Regions from separate parts of the Gossypium hirsutum genome. Here region 1 is linked to region 2. A link is a contact called in public Hi-C data. All regions are on one chromosome and are shown on one strand. The core of a region is the stretch at or near the end of the contact, and the rest is flanking DNA. Distances in the headings are between cores, read along the strand shown. Region 1 holds the start of LOC107946898 (protein NLP6-like). Region 2 holds the start of LOC107946879 (luminal-binding protein 5).

Region 1 (4,849 bases), core at 1,324-3,823, 160 kb after region 2:
TTCACAGACCACTGTCAAAATCTCCAAAATTTCTGCCAGTGCATTTTGGCGATTTTCACTGCAAATCTGACACATAGGGATTAGTTTGTCAGAACATGTAGAAAAAAGAATAAAACCGCCAAAAAAAATAATTAATTACTTAAATAATTTATTTTTTATAAAATACAAAAATAACTCAAAATCTACTGTAAAAGTTAGCTGTACCAACTTTTAAAATATTATAAATAAATAATAAATAAATAATAATAAAGAAATACAAATAAAAAAAAAGGACAAGAAAAACAGAAAATAAAAAAAATGAAAAACAAATAATAATAAAAAAATCAGAAAAAGGCTAGGCAGCAGAATAGGAGCCGAACAGGGTTGGTGGCGCCAGCTCCACCAGAAAAAGGGCAAAATTGTTTAGAAGTCCCCCTATTTTTTCAAAAATTACAATATTTTTTTATTATTTATATAAATGGCTCCATTCTATATGATTCCGTTAAAAAATTAATTTTTTTTCAAATTATTGATGTAACATATTGGTAGTGCTAAATATTTTGACTCTACCAACTTTTACAGTAAATTTTATTTTCTTATTTTATTAAAAAATAAATTATTTAAGTAATTAATTATTTTTTTGGGTTAGTTTTATAAGAAAGCAACAAAACAAGAAACATGTCTCAACATCCAAATGAATTAGAGATTTGACAAGATTACAATTAAATCTCACCTGGGTGCATGGGTAACCCAGTATTTCTGAGCTTTTTAGATTCACCGCCTGCACAAAGAACCGAGGAATCTCAGAGCATTTAAAACTAGAAATATTTTCTAAGAACCAATGATTAAGAATGAAAGAAAGTTTTATCTGCCAAAGTAGCCAATGAAGACTGATGATTTAGCAATAAACAAATAAGAAAAAGACGTGGGTAAAGAAAGAAACCCAACCTCAAGTGCTTTGCATACTTTATCAACCTCTGGTGCATAGTTAATCTTCTGTGATGTCATTATGAGTTCAAGTACACCCACACAAGACTGTCCAGAAGGTTCAAAGACTGGCAATGCCAAAGTACCCTGAACATTGTAATGCAGAGCATGATTAAGCCGAGAATACTCTCTGCTGGAATAATACTGTACATTTTGGAGTCCATTCTGGCAATTTTTGCTGGAAAACACGGCCAGGAAGTCCAAGCTGTACATCACTCTCTCCGTCCACAGAAAACATGTACATCAAAGAAACCATCCTATACTGATGCAATCCACTGCTATGCGGATCAAGGACGAAGGGTTGCCCCAATGTTGTTAGCACATATCGACCCCCATCCTTTACAGGTGCCCAAACCTGTGCTAGAACATGTTGTTCAGTTGATTCCTTGAAGTAACGCAACGCCCGAGTCATCCTCTCTTTAATTACACAATAACTATCTGGGTTCTCAAGGGGCAGCAATCCCAGAAATAGAGATGGCAACCCTCTATTATCATTCTCCTCCTTTGCATTTTCATTTACTGGATTCGGAGTACCTGCATTTAGTATATAACCTCAAATACAAATACACTCAGCTAAGCAATAGATGCTTGCACCAATCAAATATGTATAGTTTCTAATATGATAAAATGAATTAAACCCAGAAAATTCTAAAATTCAGGTGCTAGACTGTTGAACTTGGAGGCATGACTTATTCAGTAAACCTCTTTTACTTTCTGGGGCATTGATTGAGAAACTGAGCTTTGAATGTTGAAAACCAGAAATAGACTGGCCAATTTATGCATAAAAGTCTAGGGTCACCAATTTCTAAGAAAGTAGCCAAAATTCCAAGAAAATTTAAGGGGAAAAAAATATTCAACCGGGACAGAGAAAACCAAATTCAAGCTCCAAATAAACCAACGAAACCATAAAACAGCCAAAATTGAAGGGAAGAAAAAGCTAATCCAAATCAGTAAACGAAGCCAAAAAGAACAACAGAAAGGAAGAAAACAGATAAGCAAAATTATCAAGTTAAAAAAGGACTAACACGTGACGAAAAGATTGTAACCAGCGGCAGCGGCAGACCCAAGCTTATCATCATCAGAGAAAGCCCATAGAGGAGAACAAGGCTGCTCAGAAGAAGAGGAGGTGACGAAAGGAGAGGTGGGGTTAGAAAGGGAAGTCAACTGATCAAAGGGCCAGGAACTCTGAAGGTCCAGTTCATCGAAATCCATTATTCCCTGGTGTTGTGGCTGTACTTGTTTGGGCGGGAACGGACACGCATTGTCTTCCTCCGGCTCGCACATTTTCTGGGAAAGGAAAAACCTGAAAACAGGTTCCCTCCTTCAATAACTTTCCTGACGACGATTTCCCGTGGAGAAGGAGAATAGTTATTTTCCTCGCTTTGCTGTTTGGAAGGCTAGAAGACATAGGAAATTTCACATAATGCAATTGCTCAGATGGCACGGGTAAATAATTGCAGCCAGAGATTACAATTTTTTTTTCTGATTTTTCTTAATTTAAAATATTTTAATTGATGGAATCCAAGCTGGGTTGTGGGCTACGCCTAGTTGCTACAATTTGGATAAAAATGTTGTAACGTGAGGAGATGATTCTATGTTCCTCCCCTCCATTATCACCACCATCCTCTTTCTTTTATCTTTATGTATATAACTAAATATGGTTTAATTTTGCCTTCACTCCCTCTACCCTTTAGACTTTTAAATGTGATCCTCTTCTCTTTTATTCCATAAATTTGAATAAATCACATTTTAATAATTTAAAAAAATTGAAATTTGAAAAGAAAGAATAATTAACATATTGAACGGTGGTGATGTGTGCTTTAGAAAAGGTAACCTATTATCTCCCATAGTCATATACTTAATTAATGTATATAAAAGAGTTGCTTGCATCGTCAAAGATTTTACTAAAAGTGGAAACTTTCATGCAAAAGATACAAAGCTTTCTTAATGAATCCGGCAACTTTGTGTTTAATTTTGGAAAGTTTTCGCCCCCATCCCAATTGGGCGACTAAAACAAAGTAATCATTTCGCAAATAATGCTAATCTTGTTTTAAATATTTGATTAGCGTTTAAGAATTTAACTTACTTACATCACTGCTTCACCCATGATGAATCCATTAATTAACCAAATTTGTTTAATTAATCATACACGATGATTACTATGAAATTTTCTACTAAATCTTTAGCTGTGTCCTTAGCACTTGCAAAAAATTCAAGATTATGATTGATGTAGCCAAGTCCATTGCGCCCAACAACAATTCTATTCCTAGAAAGAAAATTGGGAAATTGGCTGCTCAAAGTGATGGCATAATGGAGAAAAGGATGTCTTAATCATGGCAATCAAATTGAGGTTGATGAGGGATAGATGTTGAAATCTAGTTTTTTTGGGGGGTAAGGACCAAATAAAAATTATTTATATTTTGTAGGTTGGAATCTAATTAAGAGGATAAGCATTAAGTTTTTGTCATACTGTTGTATTTAAATTTGTTTTAATTAGATGCCATATCTTTTAGTTTTTATTATATAAGTTATGCATGTTAAAATTAAAGTTGATAAAAAAAATGATTTCTTCAAGAGAAATATAATTTATAATACAAAATACATTAAATAAATAACCCACAAAAACTTAAAACGTAACACAAGTATAGGATGAGATGAAGATTTGCAGATTAAAAATGACACTCTACCTTAATGGCTAAACCAAAGTATTATTGGGAAAATAAAAATTGTTTTGAAAATAGAGGTGGTATCTCCAATGAGGGATTTGGGAAATATGATGTTGCTGTTGCCCTACATATCACTCAATTTTATATTATTATTGATGGAATGATTAGGGAGTTGGCTGAGGCTTCTCGAGATCGCACCTCGCTTCACCTAACATTGCCTTCCCATGCTTCTCTCCTACAATTTTACCACCATAAAACTAAATCATTAACCAATTCCATTTTTATTTATTTTCATTTATCAATCATAGTTGTAAATATTTAATTATATATTACTTAAATAATAAAAAAAATCTATTTAATTATTATAATAATATAAAATACCATATTTACTTGTATATTTATCAACTTCATCAAAATCAATTTGAAATTTGAAGATTCAACCTTTAGCATATAAATGGAATTTTAAAAATCCAGTTAAAATTGAAAATTTATTTTTATTTTTTTAGCCAAAAAAAATTGAATTTTTCGTTACGTTAATTTTTTAAAAAAAGAAGCAAATAATTGATGACCTATAAAATTAGTACCCGACGACTTGATTTTTGGTTGGAAACCCTTTGTGTAATTAAGAAGATGACAAAAAGGAGCCGACATTGTAGGCCTCTCAATATCATTAAAGAAGAAAAAGAAGAAGAAGAAGCAAAACTGAAATAGAAGTTTATATTGGGCATTTCTACTTTTTACTGATTTCCAACGTAAATAGAGAGAAAAGGACGGCGGAGGCAGTTGAGTTGCCACCTCCCCCTCATGCAATCCACTCATTTAACCTAGACTCCCTCCTGCCACAACCAACCAACATCCTTAAATTCTTACTCCATTTTTTATTTTTATATTTTAATTTTATATTCGTGTTTATTTTTAATTTTTAATAAAAAAATTTTAGATCCCAAATTAATGTATCAAATGAAATATTATTTTTAAATAAGAAAAAACATTAAAGAAAGTAGTTTAATACAGAAATGTTCATTTAATTATTGCCCGCGTTTTATTTTGGGCACTGAACTTTTAATTTTTCTAATTTAGTCACTAAACTATTTAAAATCAATTTTTAGCCACCAAACATTAATAGCCTTTTATAATCTGATGGAAGTGTTGACATGGGCTTTTTTTTATTAGTCTAATAATAAATTTAGTCCACTAATATTTATACATTCTATCAA
Region 2 (4,819 bases), core at 36-2,535:
TTCAGGACTGAAAACCTTGGTCTCTCCATCCTTAATCTTTACTTGAATATAAGGTTTTCCATCCTTGTTGACAATCTTGTAGGGAACAAGTTTCATGTCCCTCTGGACCTCCTTATCTTGAAACCTGCAAAGAACAAAGCCCCCGCAGTAAGCATTATTTCCCAACCAACCCCTACAATGTAAAACAAGAAACATGGCAGAATGAGATTTACTTTCTTCCAATAAGTCTTTTGACATCAAAGATGGTCCTCTCTGCGTTAACAGCTGCCTGATTCTTAGCAGCTTCACCTATCAGCCTCTCACTGTCTGTGAAACCCACCCATGATGGTGTGATACGGTTTCCTTGGTCATTGGCTATAATTTCCACGTGACCATTCTTGTATACACCAACACAAGAATACGTTGTGCCAAGATCAATTCCAATTACGGTCCCCAATTTCGCGGCTTCCTCCTTTGCAATCGAGAGTGCAAAAAGACATCCTGTTTGAAAAGTTAACACGATGCTAACCATTATACAGTCCTTTTTCAATATCACTCTATGGTCATTTTTAAACTCAATCATTATGTTAGCCAAAGTTATTTAAAGTCACTATCCATTGAATTAGACATCAAATATCAAATTTGGTAAAGCGGCCACGTGGAAAGATCAAGATAGAACAGAATCCTAACCAAGTTCTAGAATATTTACGCTCATAACATTGCAACTTCCATCTTAGAAATGCTTCACCACAAATGGAAAATTAAAATAAAATACGTGAAAACACATGATTTTGTTCGAATCAAACTAATTTCCGAGACATTAATTTCATAATCCAGAAATTTCTAGTTCTGAAATCAATGGAGCAAAAACAAATGATATGAGATCGCCGAAACTCTCATTTGATGATGTAATGCATTACAAGAATCCGTAGAACCTAAATCAGATCTAAGCATGCACCGATTTGGGAGGAAAAACATCATCAAACAAAACTAGATCTAACACGTTTCGTCTCAAACAGTTAAAGAATCAGAGAACACGGAATCACATGAAACAAGCGGAATTAACAAATGAGGAACAGCACGATACTCACCGGACAAGACTATCGCTAGAACCACCAAAGAGCCGCGCGCTCTGAATGAGCCAGCCATCACTCCACCTCAACACTTATCTGTGGAGAAGCCTCTTTGAGTTTTTTTTTTTTTTTCCCTCTGAAAGTGGAATGGTTGTAGTGTTTAAAATGAAATGAGCATTTTTCGAAGAAAGAGTCGCGGGTCGAGCATTTTATATTTGTTGTGTCCCACGTTTGACGGAAGTTTCTCAGGTGAGTAACAGGAGAGAACATGTCATAGTGTTGACGTGGGCCAATCAAGTTTGAAGGAAGGGATGATTGAGCCAATGAAATTAGATATTGGGTTGGGAAGATCTTGGCCGTTTATTTCCCAAATGTCCTTGTGTCCGCTTCCTTCTCGCTTGCTTTCTTCGATTCAAGCTATTAATAAAATAGGATGACAATTGACCAGTATTCCGGTAATTGATTCAAAACGCGCCAACATTCTATCGTTTTGGGCTTTTCCAAATGCGAAGTAGAAACATTCATATTATATTTATTTATTAAAAATTTGTTGTAAATTTTATAACCAATCAAAAATATATTGTTTGAAAAAGTAAAAATACTATAAAATAATATGTATTTTATTTTTTATAATCTTCATAATTTTTTTATGATCAATTTGTATCGATTTTAAGTTGATTTAATTTTTAAAAATGAAAATAATATAATAATTGAAGGATATGAAGTTATTTAAAATTCCTTAAATTACTACTTTCTTTACTACAAAAATCAAAAGAATCATATCCTAAGCGATTGGTTTTTTTTATATAATTATTATCATAACAAGTATATAATATTTAAACATTATAACGTATAAAACTCTTTTTTTTTTTCATTTTTGCACTAAGCATCTAATGAGACCCATAAAAATATTAATACACTAAATGTTAATGTGCCATATTAATATGGCGCCACTTGCTAAATATTGAAGCCCACCACCTAAATTTGTTTCAGTTTTTTTTTTCTCTAAAACATTACTTTAACATATATATACATATATATATATATACACTAATTTTTTTATCCCGTTCAATGCACGAGTGAAACTTTTATGTATCTGTTTCAAAAAAAAAAAAGAAACTTTTATGTATCAATTTTAACATTTTATATTTAATTTTTAATGATTGTTGCGAACAAAAAAGGTGCATGTTTATTTTAAAAATGATTATAAATAAAGTTTAATACTTATTATAATTCATGTAATGAGTCAAGTTAGAAATTTTTTTAGGGTGCGAAATTAAATTATAATTTTTGTAATAATAAAAATATAATTTTATCATTTTATCATTCTATATCTTTATAATTATTAAAGGATTAAATTAAAATTTTATCATTTTTAGGGGATAAATTGTAATTTTCCCTTTACTATTTTAAAATTTTCAAAGGGCATAAATGAAAAATTTTCTATTTTGGGGGGGTGCCAGGGGCCCTTGCCAGCCCTTGGTTTTGCCCCTAGAATGAGCTAAAATGGAATTATTTGTCCCTTATATATAGGGGTGAGTGTTCGATCGAATTGAATGAAAAAATTTCGAGTTAATCGAGTTAACGAATCATATTTTGTCATCCTAATTCGATTTGAAATTTTATCGAATCGAGTCTAGTGAGATGGAATTCGAATAGAATCGAATATATTTTTTCAAGTTAAATTAAAAAAATATTTTAGGTCTTTGTAATCACTATACTCACCGTAATCAAATTTGTTATTAACTTTTATCTCTTTATAATTTATTTATTAATCTTTTATATACGAGTTAACTTCTTTACTTGCTTAGTTGCTTCAATTATCTTCTGATCCTTGTCATTATGTATTTTGAAACTAAAAAATTTATATATTAAATGTGAAAAATGAGATTTTTTAATAAAAATTATCTTAAAGATAAAATGTGAAATTGATACAACATAAAATTTTAACACGAATATTTTATGGCATCATCAATAATTCAATTTTAGTAAAAATTTATAAAGATTCAATATTATAAAACAATTCAATAATACAAATAGTACAAAATGTGAAATTTTATATTAATAATATAAAATAATAAATATAAATAAAATTATTATTTAGGTTTAGGAATTTTTTTTGGATGATTTTAATTTTTTTTATTTGGGGTTAAGGGTGAGAAGTAAAAATTTAAGGTAAAAATAAAAATTTTGAAAGTTGAGCAATAAATGGGAGGAGTAAAATTTCGGGAGGGAAATATTCAAAAAAAAAAAAGAGAGGGGGGAAATGGGTTTGGGGTAGAAATGGGGTGGGATGGGAGAGGAGCAAAAGTTATAGGGGAAAAGTGAGACGGAGTAAAAGTTTTGAGAGGAAAGTGAAGAAGTTTAGGAGTTTGGGGTAATTGTGTAAATTATTATAGTTTAATATTCAATTTATTTGAATTATTCAAGTTTTTCGAATTTAAAAACCAAACTCGATTCAAACTCGAAATTCAAAAAAAAATTCGAGTTGACTCGAATAACTCGATTATTTCGAATATTGAATTCGTTTAACTCGAAATTCAATTTTTTTTCTATTTTTTTGAGTCAAATCGAGTTTTGCTCATCCCTATTTATATGAACAAATTAAGCTTGATAAAAGTTGAGGGTTAAGAAGACAAATTTTACACTAAATTGGAAAAAAAATAAAACTAATTAGAGTTAAATTATAAGATTGTAAAAAATTGAAGGACTAAGTATGAAAATATCCCAAAAATATAAAAAAAATCAATTTAATGTTAAACTTAAAACAAATAAGAGTTAAATTAAAACTATTTTAGAACTTAATCTTAGCATAAAATACTGTGGTACCATCCTTTGTATTATATGGAAGATGGTCAAATGCAAAATATGATTAATGAATGCATTTTAGGTGGAATTTAAAAAAAGAAAATTGTAAGAAGAGAGATAAAATGTGATGCATTAATGTTGTAAGAGTAATTAGATTAGAGAGATAAAGAAGAGAGATGAAATAGATTATGTACAATTAATATTTTTACAGTATCTTTTATACGTTTTTAAGTTTTTAAAATTTAAAGAATTTTAATTCAACCCACTGGGGATTATTGCATTAGTTTGGATTATAATTATATATTAATTCCAATTAATTTTCATGATTTTTCAATTAACTTGAAATATAAAAAAGGATTTGTATAGTAGTACTAGTAAAAAATTGTGCTTACACGCAATTAGAGTTAATAATTAATATTAGTATAACATATTTTTCAAAATATTTAAAAGACATATCAATGTTTTTGTTTGCTTCATCCTTGCATTCTTGTGTAACTCAATATTCTTTTTGTAAATAATCAAAATTTTCCATTTCACAACCATTACTACTTATAATCCACTATTAAAGTGGTATTTTTATGCAATCAATATGTTTTTGCTTGCCTCTTATATAAACTTCTGGATTTTATCTTTCTCTTCAAGTCTTTAAATAATTTTCATAATTTTTTTTTAAAGAGAAACTTTTTTGAAAATAAAGAATATGTGTAAGTAATAGATTTAGATGTTAAAGTCAATCTTCTAAAAAATAATGATTACTAAAACATGTTATAAAACAAAAACATATTGTAGACACCCATTTTTATTCGAGTTTGATTGAGGGCCTATTTAAATTTTTGTTCTCTGTTAAGTCGTTCCAAGTCCACCCAATTTTGGATTTGAGACATTTATTTTTCTTTTCTTCTTCTTCTTTTTTTTTTTGGGCCTATCAAAAGCCCAAATTATTATCATCACTACTATTA

The links. A called contact is a pair of places that touch in the nucleus more often than the background predicts.
Region 1: a Hi-C map of leaf shows a contact between it and region 2, with 2.1 times the contacts expected there. The contact joins the promoter of LOC107946898 here to the promoter of LOC107946879 in region 2. A contact is called at or near these places in 14 of 34 Hi-C or Micro-C datasets (anther, fibers, hypocotyl and 3 more).

Annotation. Positions count from the first base shown.
Region 1 is chrA08:79,576,981-79,581,829 of Gossypium_hirsutum_v2.1, forward strand. LOC107946898 (protein NLP6-like) reads right to left here and starts at 2,574. Exons shown (of 6, transcript XM_016881391.2): 1 at 1,992-2,574; 2 at 1,121-1,500; 3 at 928-1,119; 4 at 713-760; 5 at 1-66. The coding sequence starts at 2,250.
Region 2 is chrA08:79,415,746-79,420,564 of Gossypium_hirsutum_v2.1, forward strand. LOC107946879 (luminal-binding protein 5) reads right to left here and starts at 1,286. Exons shown (of 8, transcript XM_041074483.1): 1 at 1,071-1,286; 2 at 213-480; 3 at 1-124. The coding sequence starts at 1,128.